2 separate regions of the Ovis aries genome follow, and region 1 is linked to region 2. A link is a contact called in public Hi-C data. All regions are on one chromosome and are shown on one strand. Each heading gives the region's core, a stretch centred on a gene start, on an enhancer-like site or on the middle of the called end of the contact. The rest is flanking DNA. Distances are from core to core; before and after follow the strand shown.

The links. A called contact is a pair of places that touch in the nucleus more often than the background predicts.
Region 1: a contact with region 2 is called in a Hi-C map of omental adipose tissue, with 2.5 times the contacts expected there. The contact joins the promoter of ALDH1A1 here to the enhancer-like site in region 2. A contact is called at or near these places in 4 of 16 Hi-C or Micro-C datasets (liver, omental adipose tissue, skin fibroblasts and 1 more).

The regions. Positions count from the first base shown.
Region 1 is chr2:63,746,419-63,750,691 of ARS-UI_Ramb_v3.0, reverse strand. It overlaps ALDH1A1 (aldehyde dehydrogenase 1 family member A1), which reads right to left and starts at 1,400. Exons shown (of 13, transcript NM_001009778.1): 1 at 1,294-1,400. The coding sequence starts at 1,359.
Region 2 is chr2:63,686,165-63,690,076 of ARS-UI_Ramb_v3.0, reverse strand. No RefSeq gene overlaps it. Among named protein-coding and RNA genes, the nearest start is that of ALDH1A1, 61 kb to the left of the region's middle. Within about 2 kb of position 2,541, at least 8 of the 54 cell types and tissues checked have an H3K27ac peak or open chromatin away from gene starts, as enhancers often do. A contact at or near this core is called in tail adipose tissue, where this site is marked.

The DNA of each region.
Region 1 (4,273 bases), core at 151-2,650, 62 kb before region 2:
CCAAGTGCAAAATCTTTGGAGGGTATAGTCTCAATCGCATTTTTCATGTTCCCATTTGGAATAAAATCAAATGGACAAAAAAATATTTTCCCTTTTAATAAAACCTTGTAAAAATAATACTTTAATACACTTTATAACTGTTGGTCGATCATGTTAAAGGCACAATCTGATCTCTGCAGACACTTTTCTAAGGAAAAGAGCCAGTCAGCTGAACAACTTCCTCATTTGTTGTGCTTATGAAAATGAAAATTTAACAGACTAGAATTTCAAAACCATCCATGGTTACAAGTAAGGAAACAATAATAGCAGGACTTTATCATAAACTTACAGTGCTCTTGGAATTTCCTTGGTTAATCAGACAGCAAAGTGGCTCTCCCTGAGTGGGAATAGTTCCTTCCTTACTTTCCTTTCCGCATCACACCATAAATCTCATTTCTTAAATGATCTTGGTTAGATTGGTTTTGTTTATTTGTTTCTCTGAAAGTTCTAGGCTCTGACTAGAAAGCAGGAATGTGTGAAACAGGCAAAGTTCAGAGATACTCTTGATTGACTCAAATAGGATCCATTTCCTCCTTCTCCCTAACTGTGGATTTTTAAGTCTGGGTCTGGCTCCTGCTCTTTTTTCTCTAAATATTTATCAGCTAACAATTACATGCCGGCTCCAATGGCAACAAATTTGGCTGAAGAAGTAAATAAGAAGGCTTTCTTTTCCCAAATATGCTAAATAATGCAAGGACCATGTAGTTTTTTGTAACTGGAGTTTTCCTTCATCCAATTATCAGATTCAGGTCTTTCAATTTTAACACTCATTTGACATATATAAAAATCATGTTACTTCAGTATGCTCTGTTTTACTTCACTATACTCTGTTTCTCTCTCTCTCTATTTTCCTTAAAAAAAAAAAACCACCCAATTTTCCATTTGTTTGCCTGTTTCCAGTAAGTTTCTCTAGTAAGTATTTGCCTCTCTTATACATGCTGGGTGCTCTGCCTAAAGTTAATAGAACTGCTTAGTAAAGTCCACTGAATCCTGGCACAAGAACCTATTACAGTGAAGAGCATTCCTTTTACTTAGAAATATTTTAAGAAATAAATTTCTGAAAAGTTGCCTGATACGATTTAGAATTCATTATGTGATCAAGACACTAAACCCAGACCTGCATTTTGCAAGCCTTTTATTTTTATATTTGCAAAGGGCTCTCTACACCAGTTTACTTAAATTGACCTTTTGTGCTTTAAATAAATGTAGTTTTTATAAAGCTGAGGCAAAGCAGCAAGCAGAAGTTGTACTAACCTTAGTATATTTAAACTGCAAATTGGTGAGTGGGGCAGGTACGTCTGGCATGGCTGAGGACGACATTGTTGGTTCTGCTCCTGAACACAGGTGACAGGCTCAGCGATTTGGTTCTGATAGAGCACTTGGCTTTATTTGTTCCTTTTTATCTGCTTGGGCTAAGGTTTATTTGCATACTGGGATATGATTGGATGAACAAACTCGGAGCAAAAAGAAAACGACACTACTTATTTGTAACACCTAGAGCAGGAAGCCCTTGACTTTAAACTTAAATCCTTAAGAAACCAGTGCTCCAGTATCGAAGCTGCGTCCGGAGTCAGGGCGCTATTTGCAGACGAATTAATTTACAAAGCCGAAACCTGTGATAAGTGTAGGAAGCACAGCTGCTCTGGCCACTAAGACCAGTTATTATTTTTTTGGCTTTTCGTGCTTTTTATGTTACTGTGAAACTTTCTGTGTTCTGACAGACTTGGAGTCAGAGAATTCAAGGATTGAAAAGGAATCTTAAAGGGCACTTGTGCTTTGCAGAGGCGAGTGAGGCAAGGACCCTGGCCAGGTGTCTTTAGGACAGTGCTATCGGCTAAACTTGTCCATGTCCCAGAAAAGCAGGGTGCTTTTCTTTAGGTCCCCTCTAGAAACCCTACCCCAAGGCCACTTTAAAAGACTCATACCCATCAAATGTATTTCAGTGCTTGGTAAGCAGACCTACTAGGATTTCAGGAGCTCTAAATTATCTTTATTTAAATTATCTTTGTCTTTATTTAAATGGTCTTTATCTAAATTATCTTTTATATGTGGGAACAGAAATGTCAGCAGGATTTTTTAGGGAACTCAGACTGTGCTGTCACACACTCACCACAATAGCAAATGGCAATATCGTCTGCTAAAACTCACTTAAAATGAAAGTAACCCCTGGTTTTGGAAGTTGGCTGGTATTTATCAGTCACTGACGCAGACAATTGTACCAAGAATGAATTTAAACAGGACTCTTGAGTAATATAGGTTCTTAAAATGAGATTAATGTTTCAAGTTGGGAACATTCAAAAAGGACAATTTTTAACTGTACTACTCCCATTTTTAAGTATAAAAGTTTATTTTATCGAAAGTCTAGCAAAAGTTACAGTCAGAGCAAGATGGAAAACCTTGGGTGCTTTTAACCAATTACTAAGAATTAAGAGTAATAATTATTTCTTCCAGTGAAAAGTGCCAGCTTTTCCAAATATGGGATTTAAGTAGGAAAGCTAAGGTTTGTTGAATAGTTACTCCAAATCAGGGGCAGGAACTGTACTTTCTCTTTCCGCCCTTACTGGGTTCCCCACTTTACAGACATAAAATAGCTTGTTTATGAACACCAATCTTATAAGTACAAAACCAAAATTTCATTTCAGGCCAGTGTGACACCAAAACCTTGGTTCTTGTTCCAATTTATTCTCCTTGTCCTCCTCTCCATAAGAGCGTTCACAGATGGGCTCGAGAGTCGGCTGTTTTGTTCTCTGAGTCGTCACCCTCACAGGCCCTCAAGCGTAGCCTTTTATTTGTCTAAGATGGGGGTCAGCAAACTTTTTTCTGTAAAGAGAGAAAGATTATTTTCTGCCTGCTAGGCCACATAGTTTCTGTTTTGATTTACTCAGCTCTACAGTCAACCAATACCATAATACACTTTGCAATACAATTTTATTTACAAAAACAGATTCCGCTCAGAGGCCAGACCCCTAGATGCTAAGACAACCATCCCTGAGGTCCTTGCCTCCCCTGTGCCTCTGCTTGAAGACCAGATAGAAACTTCTGTGCTATTTCGTTGTGTTTTTCTCTTTGTCCCTATCCCCCTCACTCACAATTTCATTCTTTTTGGAAAATCTAATTGTTTTCTCTCTTAAAAATGTGTTTTGAATTAAATGCACAATTACACAACAGCTGTTACATAACTCACAGAGTGGTGCTCTGGCCAGGCCCAGACAGCTGTGTTTTGCTACTTTCTTCTGCTCTCAGCTTTGCAGTTGTTTGTGGAGTCAAACACTTGTCCAGGCAGTCGAAGCTCAATGCTTCACAGCACACTTGGTGTGTCATCTCACTATTTATACGCTCATTCTTAATCATATTTTATTGAATAATTACATAAGAACAGGTCCCTTTATGCCAGATATTACAGAATGTAGGTAAAAGGAACAGCTATGAAACAGGTTACCACACCTGCCCATTAAATTTTTACAAATATTTACTGAGTATCTTCTATGAGGAAAGCATTGTGATTAGAGGATCAGAAACTCTCCCACCTTAATCTTACTTGAAGGGCAGATCTTTCTTATCTAGAAACCACAGAGCCTGAGATCTCTGCTTCTGAAGTAAGTATTGATATCATCCATCTCCTAGAATTTGTCTTGTAGAATAGTATGTTCTTAGGAGTGGTTGCATGGGTAAAAGGCCGAGGAGATCACTTCCCTCCTTTACAAAGGGAAAATGGCTTTGGTGAGAACTTAAGGAAAAGGAAGCCCCACTTCAAGACTGGGTCAAAGCTTGTATATTTTTATATACAATATATATTATATATTTTAGCAGGCTTATTCAGCAGAGGATGGGCTGGAAATTAAACTTGGGAGTCATAGATGAAGTATGTTTAATCATCCTTTCCTTCTTAGGGGCAAGTTAAATTACACACACACACACACACACACACACACACACACACACACACCTGTGAAGGGGTGGGAAGAGGAGCTTAATTTAATTTTCTTTTAAATCTGACTTCTTCTAGTCCTTGGTGAAAATTGTCATTATCCCAGGAACCATGCAGATTGGTCTCCAACCATGGCTGAAACTGCTGTGTCATAGTATAAGGAATCTCTCTAAAACTCCTCTAAAACTCAAGCCTTAGTCACTGAAAAGCTATTGGGGCCTAAGCTTCCCCCACTCACATGAGTAGCTGAAATAAAAAACATGCACATTTAACACACATAACTGTATGGTGAAATACAAAATCGCT
Region 2 (3,912 bases), core at 1,292-3,791:
TTCTGTTACAGTCTCACCTGGAGACTCATCTGTGCTCTAAATTATAATAGATCTACCACCCAATAAATCTTAAGTAAAATAATAAGAAAAGGTGAAAAGATAAAAATGAATGAACACATAATAATATAAATTAGATACATATAATAAGCAAGGAAGAAAGCATGCCTACCTTCTATAGTCCTATTTATAAAACTAATCATTAGATGGTCAGTGTTTGTAGCTTTCTTTTTTGTGTGTTCCATTAAAACTCAGCTAACTGTGTTTCTTTGCTAAGGGACTCATCTCAATTTCTGTTTCTGAAGGATCTGAATCCTCAATAACCTGCCTTTTTATGGTTTCCATAGTTTTCTATTAACTTTTATTATTGGATGTGAAAGTATTAATAGGTGCTCAGAGGGTCCACTCAGTGTGCTCCCCACCCTCATGCCTGTTTAAAAGCAACTCAAGTCTTCTTTGATAACTGACACTAACTTCCCCAGCCTGTGCAGCCAGCTCCTTTTTTTGAGTGTTAGTTCAATCCTATTAGGAGCCTGAAGTGACCAGGAAAATTAGTTTTAATTTCCAGTTTATTGAAAGTTTTGGTGTCCATTGAAGTCTAAATTGTGTGAGAGCCACCTGCCTTAGAATCTATCCATCCTTAAACAGCTCAAGCTGTTTTCCTCTGTCATAAGAAAATTCCTTAGATCAGAGAAGAAGAGGCACCAAATAGGATGGGTATCAAAGAGGGACATTGAAATACAAGGGAAGGCTGCAGCTACCCTGAGCTCTTAAGAACATATCCACTTGATGATTAATTACTTGCCCAAACTCTTGGTTTGGTGGACCATGTAATACCCCATTCATGATGGGTACTACAGGTTGGATGGTCAATTTCATGTCTTGTGAGGGAAAAAATGTTGCCTGCCATATCAGTGAACAAAGAACATTGCAGCCATCAAGCCATCAGCTGCTACAGCCAACCTCAATGGTGCACCCTAAGGATGCCATTTTAAGGACTCTCAGGACTGAAAAGCACAGGATGCTGCCCTCAGACAGCTCAAGTTCATATCAAGGGAATGATTTCAATGAACCCAGACTTTTGTACCTTCCCATACATAGAAAAGCACCAAATTCATTAACTTGAGATGTCTACTTTTCTGATTAATTACAGGTAGTCTTTGGAAGTTCTGACTACCTGGTCTTTGTTGCAAAAACTCCCGAATATCCTGACTCTTCCCTTATCTCTTCAGAGCAATCAGAGAGGCTGCATCCTGGGCTGAAGTCCTGAGTTTGTCTGCCAAATAAAGCTTAGCTCTCAGTTTTAAGGTTGTGCTTTTTTTTTCTTTTTCCCTCAGTCAACAGTCCCATGGTCAGGAGTTCAGTCTCTGAAGGATCAAAAGCACTCCAGGAACTGTTTCTAAAAAGAAGAAAAGAATGTATCAAGAGAGAATCCATTTGCTCCCATATCCTAGAGGTCTGCACTGTGGTCCTCCTCTTGGGGTTTTCCAGAGGCTCCCTGCAGCAGCCTTGTTTACCCAGATGCTTAGGATCTTAGAATCTGCCACTGTGAGGCTACAAGTGGTCAGGCAGGACCACTAGACTTGCTGAAGAAACTTCTTTTGCCTTTTTTTTATTTTTTAATTAATCATTTCTTTTTCTTTTCTTTTTTCTAGCTCTTTTTTCTTGGTCATAGCTCCTTCTTAATTTATTTCTAAACTCTTAAAAACCTTCCCACATTACACAGGTAAATTTTACAGTTCATCAGTGCAAATTTTTATTTCTCCTTTGTTTTCCCTTCCCCCTAATTTACAGTCAATCCAGTCAATCCTATCAAATCAGTCAATCCTAAAGGAAATCAACCCTGACTATTCATTGGAAGGACTTGATGCTGAAGTGGAAACTCCAGTACTTTGGCCACCAGATGCGAAGAGCTGACCCGTTGGAAAAGACCCTAATGCTGGGAAAGATTGAGGGCAGGAAGAGAAGGGGGTGACAGTATGTGAGATGGTTGGAGGGCATCATAGATTCAATGGACATGAGTTTGAGCAAATTCCAGGAGACAGTAAAGGACAGGGAAGCCTGGTGTGCTGCAACCCACGGGGTCACAGAATTGGACACAACTGAGCTACTAAGCAACAACTGCTTTACAAGATCTGAAATTTTACTTAATCCACAACATTCTTTTCATCATCTGTAATCACTCATATAAAAATGTGAGAGGAATAAAAAACATTAGTCAGTTTAAAATCTCAACTTTTACCCTGTTCTAGCAAATTTATAATAAGTCTATAGCATTCACTTATTTTAGCTGGTTCATATCCCCATGCATACCTTTTTATTTGAGAATCAACGCATAAAGATTTCTCTAATTGTACAGCATTTGAATTATCGCTGTAAGTGTCCCAGGAGCCATAAGAAGTCTAAAAGTGGCTGCCAGGTCTTGTGCAACTTCCAAGACTGTGTATAGTCTTCATGAAATCAGAATAGTTCAGGGTCACCGTAGCCAGAGGAATGTGAATGTTCTTATTGCTCCCTGTTTCAGTTCCGTTGCATGGGACAGTACTGATTCCCTCTGGGACATCATGACCTTTTGTCTTGCCTAGCCAACACAAAAGGCCAGTGTACTCAGTTGAGGAACTCCTGGCCCTGGCCTGTGACTCCCCAGCTGGCAGATTCAGGTGACAAAAACAAGTGAATCTCCTTGATTCAGGTGACAGAATCGAGGCAGAGCTCAAACAGGGTCTGTTCCAACAAGCCATGGGTGAGGTCCCAACCTTTGTCCTCAGTTACTATACATTTCTACTCCTGGACTTGAACTCTGCTGTATCATAACAGTTTTTAAAGAGAATTGCTGAATAAGATGATTTACTGCCCTGCCAATCTGATGGGCCTGCCAACCTCTTCCACCTGCCCCACCATTGGGGTACACACTGCCCACTCAGGGTGCAGCCTAGTGTGTGAGCTCAGCATTGATATGTGGAAGGGGAGCCCTCTCTTGCTTTGCTTCCCCTCACACATGATTAGTTTTAGGAGTGACTGAGTTAGGGGAAGTCAGTAATTGGGAGAGGACACTGCCGGGTTTATGCTAGTACTACCAAGGGGGTGCAGTAAGCCTTGTTCTGGGAGTGCTGCCATAAGCTGCCGAGTGAAACAAATCCCGATGTGACAGGCCACTGCTGGGATGACACCCAAGTAAATGAGCAAATGGGAAGAACATCTCCCTTTTCTCCGTTTGCCTTTCAGTCTCTGTTGTGCCCCCACTGGTAGAATCTAACAGGAAACTTGCTGGAAAGGAGGCAGACTATTTGCAAAGTTGAAACCTAGGTATCACAGAGCGGAGTATAGAAGGATGGGTTTGGAGATGATATACATTATGTTAATATTCAGCTCAGCACAAAACTGATCGTTAATTTAGTCTACTGCACAACATGTATAAAAGCAACTTGAATTGGCTTACTTTCCATATTATAAAAGCAGTATATACTTATTGAGTAAAACTTGGCAAAATAATATGTCTCCTATAATCCTACAGTTTAAAAAATTGGTATATCTTTTGCCCTTATTACACACAGACAAACACACACATACACACACACATTTTTTAATGAAGTATAGTTGACTTACAATATTGTGTTATTGGGAGTACAGCAAAGTTATTTGGTTATACATATATCTTATTTTGTTTGATTCTTCTCAAAATATTAAATATAGTTACCTGTGTTATATATAAGTCCTTGTCATTAATCTATTTTATATATCCATTGATTCCATACTCATAATTTATCTCTCCTTCACCCCTTTCCCTTTGGTAACCATAAGTCTGTTTTCTGTGTCCACATACACATCTTATTTTTGCAGAAACTAGAATCATATTCTGCATGAAAGTTTTGAAACCTACTCTTATACTTAATAATCTAATATACTGTTAGCATC